Linked DNA regions of Mus musculus: region 1 is linked to region 2. Evidence: chromatin contacts called from public Micro-C data. All regions are on one chromosome and are shown on one strand. Each heading gives the region's core, a stretch centred on a gene start, on an enhancer-like site or on the middle of the called end of the contact. The rest is flanking DNA. Distances are from core to core; before and after follow the strand shown.

The links. Hi-C and Micro-C count contacts between places; a contact is called where the count stands out from the background.
Region 1: a Micro-C map of embryonic stem cells shows a contact between it and region 2, with 6 times the contacts expected there. The contact joins the promoter of Fzd10os here to the promoter of Tmem132b in region 2. A contact is called at or near these places in 1 of 39 promoter capture datasets (embryonic stem cells) and 2 of 484 Hi-C or Micro-C datasets (both in embryonic stem cells).

The regions. Positions count from the first base shown.
Region 1 is chr5:128,598,355-128,604,791 of GRCm38.p6, reverse strand. It overlaps Fzd10os (frizzled class receptor 10, opposite strand), which reads left to right and starts at 4,105. Exons shown (of 6, transcript NR_015517.2): 1 at 4,105-4,255. Fzd10 (frizzled class receptor 10) reads right to left here and starts at 3,686. Exons shown (of 1, transcript NM_175284.3): 1 at 699-3,686. The coding sequence starts at 3,574. The coding sequence ends at 1,826.
Region 2 is chr5:125,528,436-125,535,074 of GRCm38.p6, reverse strand. Tmem132b (transmembrane protein 132B) reads right to left here and starts at 2,657. Exons shown (of 9, transcript NM_001190352.1): 1 at 2,385-2,657. The coding sequence starts at 2,445.

The DNA.
Region 1 (6,437 bases), core at 2,856-5,355, 3.1 Mb before region 2:
TTCACCTGTCCTTCCTGCTCAAGGACCCATGGCCCTGTGAAACTTCCCCAATACTTGCTTCAGAAAGCCACGATCAAGCTGGTATCTCTGCTTCAGAAGGGCTCAAATAGTTTAAAGTGCTTCTGAGCTATGAAGGTCAGAGTTGGGTAGGTCTACACTGACCCCTCCCCCCCAATTTCTCAGAGCTGAACTGTGTCCTTGGGTCCTTCTAGCTAGAACTTTAGCTTAGTCAAGCCTAGTGGATCCTGGGTCTGCTCCAGGGCCTATAGCTTGTCTTAGTGATGAGAAGAAAGGGTACCAGAAACTTCAAGGTGGCCAAGCTTCTGAATTTGTTGCTGATGACCCTCCCCCCACCACACACTTAGTCCCACTTTCACCTATCCAGCTCTGAAATGTATCCCATGGCCCCAGAGCTGCAGTAGAGTGGTCCACTCAGACTGGTGCACACAGTAGGTCAGGTAAAGACTGCTGCATCCTGGGTGAGTGTGGTCTCGGCATTCTGTGTATCCATGGAGCCTTGGGGGCAGAGTCACCGCCACCTTTTCCCACAGCCAGCACACAGGCCTCTGAGCCCCAGGATGTTTTATTTTGCCAGCTTGTATCCAGGTTCATGGTCCATGTCTAGCCAGCCTCGCACACCCAAGAATCTGCTAAGAAATGGAGAACGCTCCCCTCACCAATGCACAGTGACTAGCAGCAAACTAAAGAATGTCTTTTATTTTTAATAAAATAGTGGAGCATGAAAAATATCCTATATTACAGATATACAGAGGCAGGCATGGCCCTCCCTGGCTGGAGACAAAGTTTGTCTTCCCAAGTGCTTCAAGACCACTCATGGAAATCATTTGTTTAACAATTCAGAGAGTCAATAAGCCCTCTGGTGCTCTCCACTGGCTTCCCCCCCTCCCCCTTCCTCTCCACAAATCAGTCCCAGTGTGTAGAACACACTGGCTTGGTTTCCATTAAAAAGCCACAAAATGTATCAGGCTGAAGGCGCCCCCCCAACCCCCAACCCTGAGGCTTGAGCCTCTAAATTCTTTTGTTAGATGATTTCTTTTCTTGCCTTTTATTTACAACAAAATACTTTTTCTCTCTCTCATTTGTTTTGCTAGGGAGAGGGGGAAAATGTAAAAAAAAAAAAAAAAAAGTATTGCACACCATTTGAATTCTCCAGTGTTAGATCTGCAGTGGGGTGAGAGGGTAGCGTGGGCTCTGTGTTGGGAGAAACATGGCTATGAAGGCTGGGGAAGTGACTCTCTTTTAAGGGATCTGCAGGCAGACCTTGGGCTGGGGGGGGTGTCACCTCTTTTATCCCCTCTCCTCCTCACCTTCCCTCCCACCCATACAGCAGCCTAGCTGGGGGAGTGAGGGAGGGAGAGCAGGCCCTTGGGTGGCTCACTGGCTGCCCCCCCCCCCCCCCAGGAAAGCTCTTTAGCTTACAAAGGAGCTCTCCAGCCTCAAGTTTATGCACAGGCAGCAAAGCCTTCTGAATACACAGCTGTGTGCTTGAGGCCTAAACAAAAGTTTTCTGGAGGGCGGTTGAATCAACTACTTTACCACAAATTAGTTACACAAGAGGCTCCCTCCTTAATGAGCGACCCTTCAGGGAGGCAACAAACTGAACAGAACCCTTTACATTCAGCTGTTCTGAACCTCAAGGTAGACTTCATGTATGTGTAAATATATGCATATATATGCACATGCATACACATACATGTATATATATATACATATTCTTTTTACTTTGATTTACCAACAACCAGCCAACCAAGAAAAGCTGCCCATTTGGGCTCCGAATGTCCTGTTCTTGCAGCCAGCTCTGCCTTCACACGCAGGCTGAAGGCTGGGCGGGCAGTTCATACTTCCCAAGGTGAGGTTTTTGGGGGTGCTGGGCTTTTTTGTAGATCCCTGCACTGGTGACCACACTGGCTGGTTTCCTCCGGCTTTTTCTCTTTAGCCCCCGGCTGCATACGTGTTGCCAGGACTGCAGGGTCTTGGAAGTCCAGACCCACACCCCACTGGTGATGCCCACCACCAGCAGCATGGACACTTTGACCATGAAGACCTCCACGGCAGGGATGGAGGTGGTCATCAGGCAGTCAGGTGTCTTGGTCTGATTGTTCATCTTACACTTGTGCTGGGTGGCCAGCATCTTCCAGTAGTCCATGTTGAGGCGTTCATAAAAATAGCAGGCAATCACACAGGTGGCCGGCACAGTGTAGAGGAGGGAGAAGACCCCTATGCGTACCATGAGCTTCTCCAGCTTGTCCGTGTTCTCCCCACCCGTTTTCATCACCCTCCGGATGTGGAATAAAGCCACAAAGCCGGACAGGATGAAGGAAGTGCCGATGACTAGGTAGCAAGCCAGCGGGACCAGCACGAAGCCGGTCAGAGCATTGACATCCATGCTGCCCACATAACACACACCAGTGAGCTCATCCCCTGCCACCCTGCGCATCACCAAGATCAAGATAGTCTTCACAGCCGGGATGGCCCAAGCTGCCAGGTGAAAGTAGCTGCTGTTGGCTTCAATGGCCTCATGGCCCCACTTCTTTCCAGCAGCCAGGAACCAAGTGAGGGTGAGGACCACCCACCATAAAGAGCTGGCCATGCCGAAGTAGTAAAGTACCAAGAAGACTAAGGTACAGCCCGTGCTCTCCAGTCCTTCCTGGATAACATACAGCTGCCCACTGTCCCGGTCACAAGCGATGCTCTCCGCGCCCGCGAAGAGGCGGATGATATAGCCCACCGAATAAACGCAGTAGCACATGGAGAGGAAGATGATAGGACGTTCGGGGTACCTGAAGCGCGATGGGTCGATGAGGAAGGTGAGCACGGTGAAGGCGCTGGAGAAGAAGCACAGCACGGACCAGATGGCCAGCCAGACCACAGCGAAGCGCTTGTCGTCGCGGCTCCAATACACATCCACCCCCGGAGTGCAAAGCGGTGCGCAAGATTCGCTCTTCTCCACATGGTGGAACTTGCCTGGGTTGTCACAACCTGCGCGCCCCGGACCCCCGTCCTTTAGTGGGTGCTCCTGCGCGCTGTGGGGCCTCTGGGGCCTGAAGAGCGGAGGAAACATGCCAGAGCCCCGGCTGGGCTCATCCGAGCCGTTGTTGGGTGCCTCCATGCACAGGTAGTTGGGGTCGTTCTTGTTGGGGAGCTTGCTGCAATCCAGGGAGTCCGGCCACCTGAATTTGAACTGCTCCATGATCGGCGAGCACTTGAGCCGGGCCTGCTCGCACATGACCCGGCAAGCAGGGATGGGTGTGGAGACCTGCTCGGTGCACATGGGCGCGTACAGCGAACACAGGAAGAAGCGAAGGTGGCTGTGGCAGCCGTACTCCACGAGCGGCGCGAACTCGTGCAGTTGGATGGCCGCCTCGCGCTGGTTCTCGTGACCCATCAGGTTGGGCATGCGGGTGGTGTTGTAGCCGATGTCCTTGCACATGGGAATCTCCACCGGCTGGCACTTGCCGTCTCCAGGGCGCTCTAAGTCCATGGAGCTGATGGCCGTGCACGAGCCTATCATCACCTGCAGCACCAGCCACAGGCGCGGGCCCGGGTGTTGCATGGTGGCGCCCTCAATGTCCCAGCGCCGCTCAGGGCCGCCGCTCCCGGGCACGGGCTGTTGCTGCTGCCCGCGGCTCCGCGCCCCGGCTCGGGCCCCCGCGCATGCCCATCCAGTCTGGCCGGAGCGCTCGCGGCGCCCGGGGCCACCGCGGTGGGCGCGCGGCCTCAGCGGAGTCGGGGGGCGGCGGGGGAGGGGAGCGAAGTTTGCAAACAATACGGCGGAGCGAGCGCCGCTCAGCGCGCAAACTTTGGCCTCTTCTTCCGGGCGCGGGCGATCGCGGACCGCGGTGGGGCAGCGCGGGCACACCGTGGCCCTGGGCCCTGGAGCTCCTCCCTCCCGGCGCCCGCAGCTGCTTCCAGCACGGCGTCCCGGGATGAGAAGACTTGCAAAGAGGCAAAGAGTAGCAAAGAGGGAAAAAAAAAAAAAAAAAAAGCAAAGCCGATTGGTGACAGGCCCCGCCTCCGCCCGCCGCCCCGCCCCGCTGCTGCTTTGCATCAGAAAGCCTTGCGCCCCGGGCAGCCTCCGCCCTCAGCCCCAGCTTGGGGCTGGACCCCAGCCTCCAGCCTCACCTCCTGCCGGCCTCTCTGCTTGCCCTCCCCGCCCCAGAGGGGGGGTGGGAGGCCTTGAGATTGTCCCCGGTACCCCAAGGACGCCGAGGTTACGGGAAGTTTGGGGACTCGGGTAAGGGTGGTCCTCACCCGGGGTTGGGGGCTGGGGACGCATCTTCTACTTTTACGACCGGGCCCTGGCGGAGGGCACTTTCAAAGAGACACGGGATTTGCGTTTTATGACCGTGCTCATAAAAAAGTGGCCCCTCGGCTTGTAAAGCTGCCCGCATCTTCCCGAAGCCGGGGGTTTGCTGCCCGGGGCGCGGAGCTCGGACTCCGGGGAGGGGCTGCCTTTGAAATTTCAAAAGGGCCGAGTGCAGGGGAGGGGGAGGGGACTTGGGAAGCCGGAGTTTAGGGCCTCTTCTGCAAGGTCTACTCAAAGAAAGAAGGGAGGGGGCGGGGAGGAGACTTTCCGGGCCGCTGACACCCCGCACCCCGAGAAGAGGGGCTTGGCTTGAATCGTGGTGACCCTTGCCCCGCCAAGGCCACCGTGTTGGGGACCATCGCGCCAAGCCGGCTGGTGGTTTCTCCAAGCGGCTGAGTTTATTTATTATAGGAAGTTGTGTATTTATATTATTTGGCGAAAGATGTGCTCGGCCTGCGTCCTCCTGGGAGGCGGAGGCTGAGCCCCGGCCTACACGCGCACGGCTGGTTCCCACGCAGAGTGGTGGGGCCTCTCCGTGCCTTGCTATGCTGGCTCCTGCCCCTTGGTTGGTTTTGGGCTAATCTGTGATAAGGACACAGAGCTTCAACCTCCTTCCCCCGCACAGGGAGTGAGTGCACCATGGGAGCCCACCGCAGTCCTTAGATGTCCGAGAGATCTGGGGTGCGGCACCTGTCGCGGACTCTTGGCTTTGGATAAACAGCCCTCAGGGCGGTGGCCCACTCTCTCCTTAGACCCCACCCCACCCCCATTCAGGTCTGCGTTTTAAGTGTCTGGGAAACTACCAGGACCTCCAGTGCGGACTCCCCCAACTGCATAGGTGCAGCTAAGTCCCCTGCTCATCTTTCGGCCAGTCAGTCTTGCGCACCCCAGGGCCGAGTTGGGTGCACAGATGCCTGGAAGCCTTCAGTGGCTCCAGCCAAGCCAGGAACGAGGCTACCCAGGACCCCTCCTCCCCGCCCTGCCTTGCGCTTCCTGCAGAGGATCGACTTCTAATTAAAACAAGGCTTCAGCGTCCCATCTGCAGGGAGTTCTTCCTCTTTACCCCCCTTTCATTTGTCAGACATAGCGGACAGACCTGAGGCTGGGACACTCCCAGGACCTGCTGAGTCCTGGGGGTGGGGGGCGGAGGGGTGTGCACAGGCTCATGCCTCACCTTTAGATCCCCTGGTCCCCTCTGCCTTTCACGGGAGGAAGTTGGATCCGTGGAAACAGCGGTCCGGAAGACTGAGGTTAACACAGTCAGAATCACCACCCACCACCGTGTTAGTGACCCAAGAAAAACCTGCGGTGTGGTGAACGCTTGCGGCTTGGATAAGGATGGTTTACTTAGATATTTATAGTTTAGTACGCTGTTTCCAAAACCTTTTAAGTCAGGTAAGATTCTTGGGCTATCGCTTAGCTTTAAGACAGACTAGTTTGCAAGGGGTCCTTCCTGACACTTTTGCCTTCCGTTTTCTCTCTCTCTCTCTTCTAATTCCACACTCCCCCCCCCGCCCCTTGGGGCGTGGGGGGCGTGGAAGTAGCCTGGGTGAGCTCAGCTCCGGAGCAGGGTGTGAGCTATTTGAGACTGCCCCACGTAATTGGTCTTTTATGCTCTGGTTACTTCTACAGTGTTCCGACCTTTTATTTTAGCTATGATCACTTCACGTTCCTTTCTTCTCTCCCCCAACCCCCGGGACTCCCTTAAAATATATTAAGAGAAGAAAAAGCTAACAGAATTTCTTCCATCTGCCCAACCTAGTATAGAAAAAGAAAGGAAAGCAACAAATAGACATTAGTATCTAAAAATAAGGGCCCCGAGATAGCGAGAGTGGAAGGCAACGCTAATAAATGAAAGGACCCCTTTGATGGCTCCAGCTGAAAAGATATTTTATTTTTCTCTCTCCTGTGTGTGGGATTTGAGACGAGTGACTCCAGAGCAGCCGGGTCCCCTGCTGCTCAGCCCTGGCTCGGAAACCGGCCCCCCTCTGGCAAGCGTTATGGAGAGCTGGGAGGAATTTTATGGCTGTCTCTCTCCCCTCGGCTCTTTTTTTTCTTTTGTCTTCTTTGAAGAACGACTTTAGACATTTTATTTACATATTTAACCAGG
Region 2 (6,639 bases), core at 1,408-3,907:
ATAGACTACTACACGGGGCCAAGCAGGACTAAGCCCTGTGACTTGCAAGGCAACAGCGCCGTCCCTACGATTTGCAAACTTGTCACTAGCAAGGCTGGGGGCGAGGGAGGGGCTCGGGTGGAGGAAGGTGGAGAACCCTATCTACCCCATTCCACAGACACCCTCTCCAAACAAAAGCATCAAGGGTCAACAAAGCAAGGCTTGTCAATTTCCCCCAGGGGACAGTGGTCTGTCTCTGCATCACTAACTTCCAAAGCCACAGCATGAACAAACACGGTTTGAATGATGGGGCCCCCTAGTCGCTAAGCCGGAGGATTGGTGCTGACTCCAACCAAGTGCAATTCCGTATGCTTCAGCCCTCACGAAGCTCCAAGAAGTCCGCCCACCGCTCTCCTTCCCGGGGTAGCTGCCCACGCAGGAAGAGGGCACAGGCAACAGAACGTGTGCTATAGGAGCGCCTCCGTACAGCTGAACTCTTCAAGCCCCACTTCCAGGGTCTCAGCCACTCAATCTAAGGTTGGTCCAGAAACGATCTAGAAAATGCAGCCAGTTCTAGATGAAGCTGGTTAACTCCCAACCAACCAACCAACCAAGTGTAGGCAGCTCTTTCAGAAACATCACCCTTGTTTTGGAGCTAAATATAGGCTTAGCAAACTGTGTTTCTCTTTATGTCCCTGGTGGGAACCGATGGAAGGCATGGGCAACCGAGGACCCAAAGTATGGCAAGCTATGCAGCCGAGAGCTGCACTGACACCTCCTAGGAGGGCCGGGAATGAGTTCCCAGGGGTGGCACATCCTCTCTTCTACCACAAGCCTCCCAGAGCCATCCACGCACAGGCTCTTCTGTAGCTGGGTGGGGCTGGACAGGGTGAGGGGACTCGTTCTGGCACAAGGCAAGAAACAGGCAGCTTCCTCCTTCAAGGTTGCCCAGGATGGCTTTTTGAACACAGCCAGGCGAACGCTGACCCCCGTGGAGAGAGAAAATAGCCACAACACTGTAATTTGCAAGTCCGAGGGACTGTGCACTTTGGCAACCGCGTCTCAGAGCTTCCGCTCTGAGGAAATGGCCTGGACCCCCGTCAGTGCCCCTCTCCAACCCACAGGGGAGTTCCAAGAGCAAGCAGCTCGAGGTTGCTCATTAACGGCGCCAAGGAAGAGCCCTCCACTTGAGGACCAGAGCCATCCTCCAGTGGTGCAAACAAAGCCCAAGGCTGGCCACCATCTCTCCAAGGGGAAAGTCTTAGTAAATATTTGGGGTCACTTGAGGTCATCTAGAAGGAAGGCAATATTTACTTTTGCCTATGCACAGTCATCCTTCCAAACAAGTTGGCATCCAGGTTTACTCCTAAGTGCGACCTCACCCAGGCAGTCGGAGCCGCAAAGTTGAGGGTGCATTTTTCCTTCCGCGTTCTGGGTATCTGTACGGTCGGTTTTTGTTTTAAGGAATGGGAAGCGAAGCTCTCAGTCTAAAGCTACCTGCTCCCAAAACGTGGGCTTTAAAGGTCTGGAGAACACAGCCCTCATACGCACATGAACAGGGCTCGTGACTGTCGCTTCTTCCCAGCCTTTGGGATTGTCTCTACTTGCCTGGGGTGGGGGAGGGGGGTACTGTCATTTTAGGATAAGCTTCCTCTACAACCAACACGTAGCAACACCGAGGTGGCTGAACCTAGCCAACTCCATCCCAGGCTGCAAACAGCATATAACTGGCTATTCTGACTTCCCCCATTCGCGGGGTTTAGGCGACAGCTGCGCAGGTGCCAGTCTGGAGCCAGACTCCCGGATCCCGGGGCGAGGGCTCTGAACACCTTCACGTTAGACATCACTAGGTGCCTGAGCGGACCACGCTCCCGGGTCCTGCTAGACCACGTATGGGTCAGGGTGCTGGGACGACCCGCGCTTCCAGAGGGTGAGCGGCAGGGTCACCTGGCTGCCTGCGGAAGCTACTTTGGGAGACAGCGGGAGCCACTTGGGGGAGCGGGTAGCTTTGGGAGGCTGGAAACAGAGGGGCAACCAGGCGCGGGAAGGACTGCAGCCAAGCCAGACATGGCCAGCCCAGACGACCTCCAGGCCCCGCAGGTGTCCAGACAACAGGACAGCAATCCACGGACGCTGGGCCACTACATCTCCAGCAGACCCCGGGGCCCGGGTGCCAGGCAGCGTAAGGAGGGGTATTTCAGGGAGCCCTGCCTGTGGCTCCCGGAGCCCCAAAAGGATCCAAAGGGCAGCTGGGACTGGAGAGGAGGCAAAGGGGACGCGCGCGGGGTTTGGGCCGCCCGGGGCTCCCCAGACCCGCCAAGAGCAGGAGGCGGCGGCCGCCCGGGACTTGGGACCCAGGCAGCAACTTTGCGCGCGGGGTCGGGGAGGGGACGCGGCCGCGTTACCTGCGCAGCGGAGCGCGCTCAGCGCCAGCAGCAGCCCGAGCGACGCGGCCGGGGCCCGCATGGTCCTCCCGGGAGCCGGCGCCGGGCTCCGCTCGCTCCTGCGCCGCCGCCTCCCGCACCTCTCAGCTCCGCGCTCGGCCGCCGGCTGCAGACGGCGCCCGGGCTCAGCGCGCGCCCGCCCTGCACTTGGCCGGAGTTGCGCGGCCCCCGCCGGCGCCGCGGCTCCTGCGCCCCAGCGCGCGTCCCATCCCGCCGCCGCCTCGGCCAGCGCCAGCTGCCGGCCGCCCCTCCAGCCAGCGCGAGAGTGAGCGAGCCGAGCAGGGAGGAGGGGAGGGAGGAGGGAGGAGGAGGGGAGCAGCCAGGAGGGAGGAGGAGGGAGGAGGACAGGAAAGGAGGAGGAGGAGGGAGAAGGGGAAGGGAGGAGGAAGGAGGAGGGAGAGGAGGAGGAGGAATGGGGCTAGAAGAAGAGGGAGGAGGATGGAGTTAGGGAAGGAAGGAGATGAAAGGAGGAAAGGAAGGGGAGAAGAAGAGGAATAGGGAAGAGAGGAAGAGAGAGGAGGAACATACCCAGAGATGTTAAAGAATAGAAAAAGAGGAGGCAGGGAGGTGTCCTCCCCCCCCCCCAGTCCCCTCCCCTCCTCCGGGCCAAGACACCAGGCGGCCACCCAGCGGTTAAGCGTCAGGATGTGTCACTCACTCCCAGGGGAGAGCACAGGGCCGCCAAGGCCTGTGGAGACCCGAATAGGTAGTCGGGCAGGGACAGAGAGAGCGTTTAGAGTGCGGAGCGGGTTCCCAGGGAGTGTTGGGAGGGAGCGCAACGCTGGGCGTCCCCGGGGTTGAGAAGGCAAGCAAGCTACCGGAGAGGCCCGCAGAGGAGGCATCTGTGAGGGATAGATTGCTGCGCGCAGACTAGGGCACGTGATAGATGTGGTGTGGCCTGAGAGCCCGCAAGAGTATCTACCAGCCTCAGGCAGATCAGAGCGCTCTTTCTGTGCTAAGGAGTGGGGAGAGGAGGCACGGCTCCGCCACCAAGGCAGGTCGTCCGATATGTCCACGAAGTGGGCCAGGCTTCAGCCCGGCGTGGGAAGAGAGTCCCAGCTTACAGGGACCAAGAAACTACAGTCCCTTTGAATGCACAGCCTAGTCCAGGCGACAGGTTGAAACAGGGAAGCTCCGAGGTGCTTCTCTGAGAGGCCCTGGAAGTTCCCTTCACCAGGCTGCAAAGCCAGACAGAGGCTGTGGTGTCTAAACACCTGAATTAGAGTCTGGGTTCTGCTCAACCTGCCACCAGTTTCTGGTGTCCTGGCTTGGCGTAGAAAAATGGGTCAGAAGCCGGGAGTGGTGGCGCACGCCTTTAATCCGAGCCCTCGGGAGGCAGAGGCAGGCGGATTTCTGAGTTCGTGGCCAGCCTGCTCTACAAAGTGAGTTCCAGGACAGCCAGGGCTATACAGAGAAACCTTGTCTCGAAAAACCAAAAAAAAAAAAAAAAAAAAAAAAAGAAAAAGAAAAAGAAAAAGAAAAAGAAAGAGAGAGAGAGAAAGAAAGAAAGAAAGAAAGAAAGAAAGAAAGAAAGAAAGAAAGAAAGAAAGAAAGAAAGAAAGAAAGAAAAAAAGAAAGATGGGTCAGACCTCAAATCAGTCAACAGGGATGATGCAGACTGTGGCCCAGCATCCTTAGTTGAGAACCCAGGGCAGGCAAAACTCATAATCCTCCAAAGAGCCTCAATTTCCCAACCTGAGACATAAAGTCAGGGCAGCCTCTAGCTGGTATTCCCAGGAATGCACACAGGAAACCCCTGACCCGATCCGCCAAGGGTAACACCCTCATGCTCGCTGCAGCCGTTATCACCGTGTCTGATTTGCCTCCATGGGCGAGTATCAGCACACTCCGGCCTTCCCAGCTGGTGAGGGGGCTGGTGGACCTACTTCATTAGTAGGGACTCATTAGTCCAGGCAGCTCCAGGCTCTTCCACAATTTTTTAAAAAAGAAGAAAAGAATAAGGAGCAGGAGCAGGTTAGTTACCAAGAACAAATTCTGCTCTGCCTGCAGCCCTCCTTCATAAGGAATCCTGTCTTTGCCATGCTCCTGGCAAAGGCATCAATAGGTGGACAGTGGGTTCTGGGTTTCTTTCTTTCTTTCTTTCTTTCTTTCTTTTTTTTTTTTTTTTTTTTTTTTTTTTTGGTTTTTCGAGACAGGGTTTCTCTGTATAGCTGCCTCTGCCTCCTGAGTGCTGGGATTAAAGGCGTGCGCCACCACCACCCCGCTTGGGTTCTGGGTTTCTTCTTGAGTTCAGAGGTTCTGTGTGTCCCCTCTCCCTGGTGACTATGGCTGTAGGGGATGCTACCCAACCTCAGGTACTTCTGGGTGCCACTCCAGTCACCTTTTCCACCTCTCCTTCATTTACTAGCGAATATCACTGAGCTGTGCACCTACTGTGCTCGAGGCCTGGGCTGGATGGTGAGGACTCAAGAAGTAAACACAGCAGGAACCGCCACTCTTGAGGAACTGGGATTGAACAGCAGCCCCGTGATGGAGATAGCGCAGGCTGCAGCCATAGCCAGAGGGAGGCCAGGGTGTATTGGACCAGGTCATCAAGAGCTAGGATCTGTGACCAGAGGGATTCTATGGCTTCCTTGGTAGGGGCATAGTACATGGAAGGCAGGCCACAAGCCAAGATCCATAAATCCCCGGGGGTGATGGAAGGCATCGGTTACCTTACCCCCACCTCACACACACTCCCGTTCAGTTCAGAGGTACCTCATCACATCTCAGAGAACCTCTAGAGCTGGGCCGGAGTGCGCTCCCCAGCTGACCCTTGCTGGTGATGATGTAATACCACAGAGGAAGGAGGGGTCTGTTTTGTGGAATGGCTGACAGGGAGAAGGCAGGTTAGTTGCTGTGCGACTTTGTAGAAACCCCTAACGCTTTCTGAGCGTCCCTGCTTTGGCCTGTACCTTCACTGGGCGAGGATTTCTGCGTGTTAACCAAGCCGGTGTTTCTGATAGTATTTATGGAAATTCTAAGCAGAGGGGTCTGGAGGGCCCAGAAGAGCTGAGGAGCTGAGGGTATAACCAGGAGACCCTGTAGCTCCCTCAGCAAGTGTATCTTCTCATCCCTGCTCAACTTCAAATCCCCATGTTTCACCTGGCCTGGGGAGTACCAAGCAGGACTCCCAAGGTTCTATACATACACAAAGAAGCTGAGGTTGGAAATGACTCTCGCCCTGGTTCTGTAGTGTGGTAAGGGAAATCTAACCTGACCTTGAGGTGTAGAGCTCTGACCACCCCGAAGTAGCAGGTGGCTGTTCCCTTGGGACCCTCCCAAGCCTGGCCTCTAAAACCCTGCCCAGGTGCCTCTGGGCTTTGGACAAAGAGCAACATTACCATCTTGTGGCCAAAGCGGGTAGTGCATCCCTAGGTGGTGCAGGTTCCTCGCCCGGGGAATCAGGAAAGCTTGGGGCTGAGGCTCTCCATCCCCAATAGCTGGGCTAGACCAGGCACCAGGCTTGACACAAGGAACCCCAAGTGCAAATCCTGGGAGAAAGGAAGGGAGAATGGAAGGAAGAAAGAAGAAAGAAGGAAATGAAACTCAGGGTTGAAGAGCAGGTTAACAAGATGCCAGAAGTCCCCCATAAGCCTGTGACTTGAGACCAGATGGGAGGAAAAGCAAGAGATCTCAGCAGGAAACGACACTCACCCCACACACCTGACTTCAGTCCCCGGAATCCACAACGGAAGGAGAGAGTTGACTGCCACACGTGTGCTGCGTTACATATAAAGCATCACCATTCCCACTTCATAGTCATGCACAACAATCGCTTTTTTTAAACCGAAATGGTCTCACTATGTAGTCCTTCTGGCCACTTGCTGACTGAGGGGGTGATGGGAGGGGCTCCCGTAACCACTTATGCCAGTGCCCACCAGCAGTTCTTTGCTTTTCTACCGGTGGAAGAAAGCAAAACGCTTTTCCAGAAAGTTTTAGCCACCGTGTCGTCGGGCTGATCCTGCACAGACCATTCTCTGAGAGGATACACTGTGGTGCTTAAACTCTGCTGCTCCTTCAGGCATTCTTGACTTGCAGCCAGAAACAGCCTGGATGATAGATGCCGGTTTTGGGAGAGCCCTGAATGGACAGTCAGTCAGTCGTGCATATTTAGCTCTCAACAGAACAACTTGAATAATGTATGTCAAAAAGTAGAAGAAAACACACACATACATACATACAAAATGTTTCTTCTCCTATGCTGGCTTTTTGA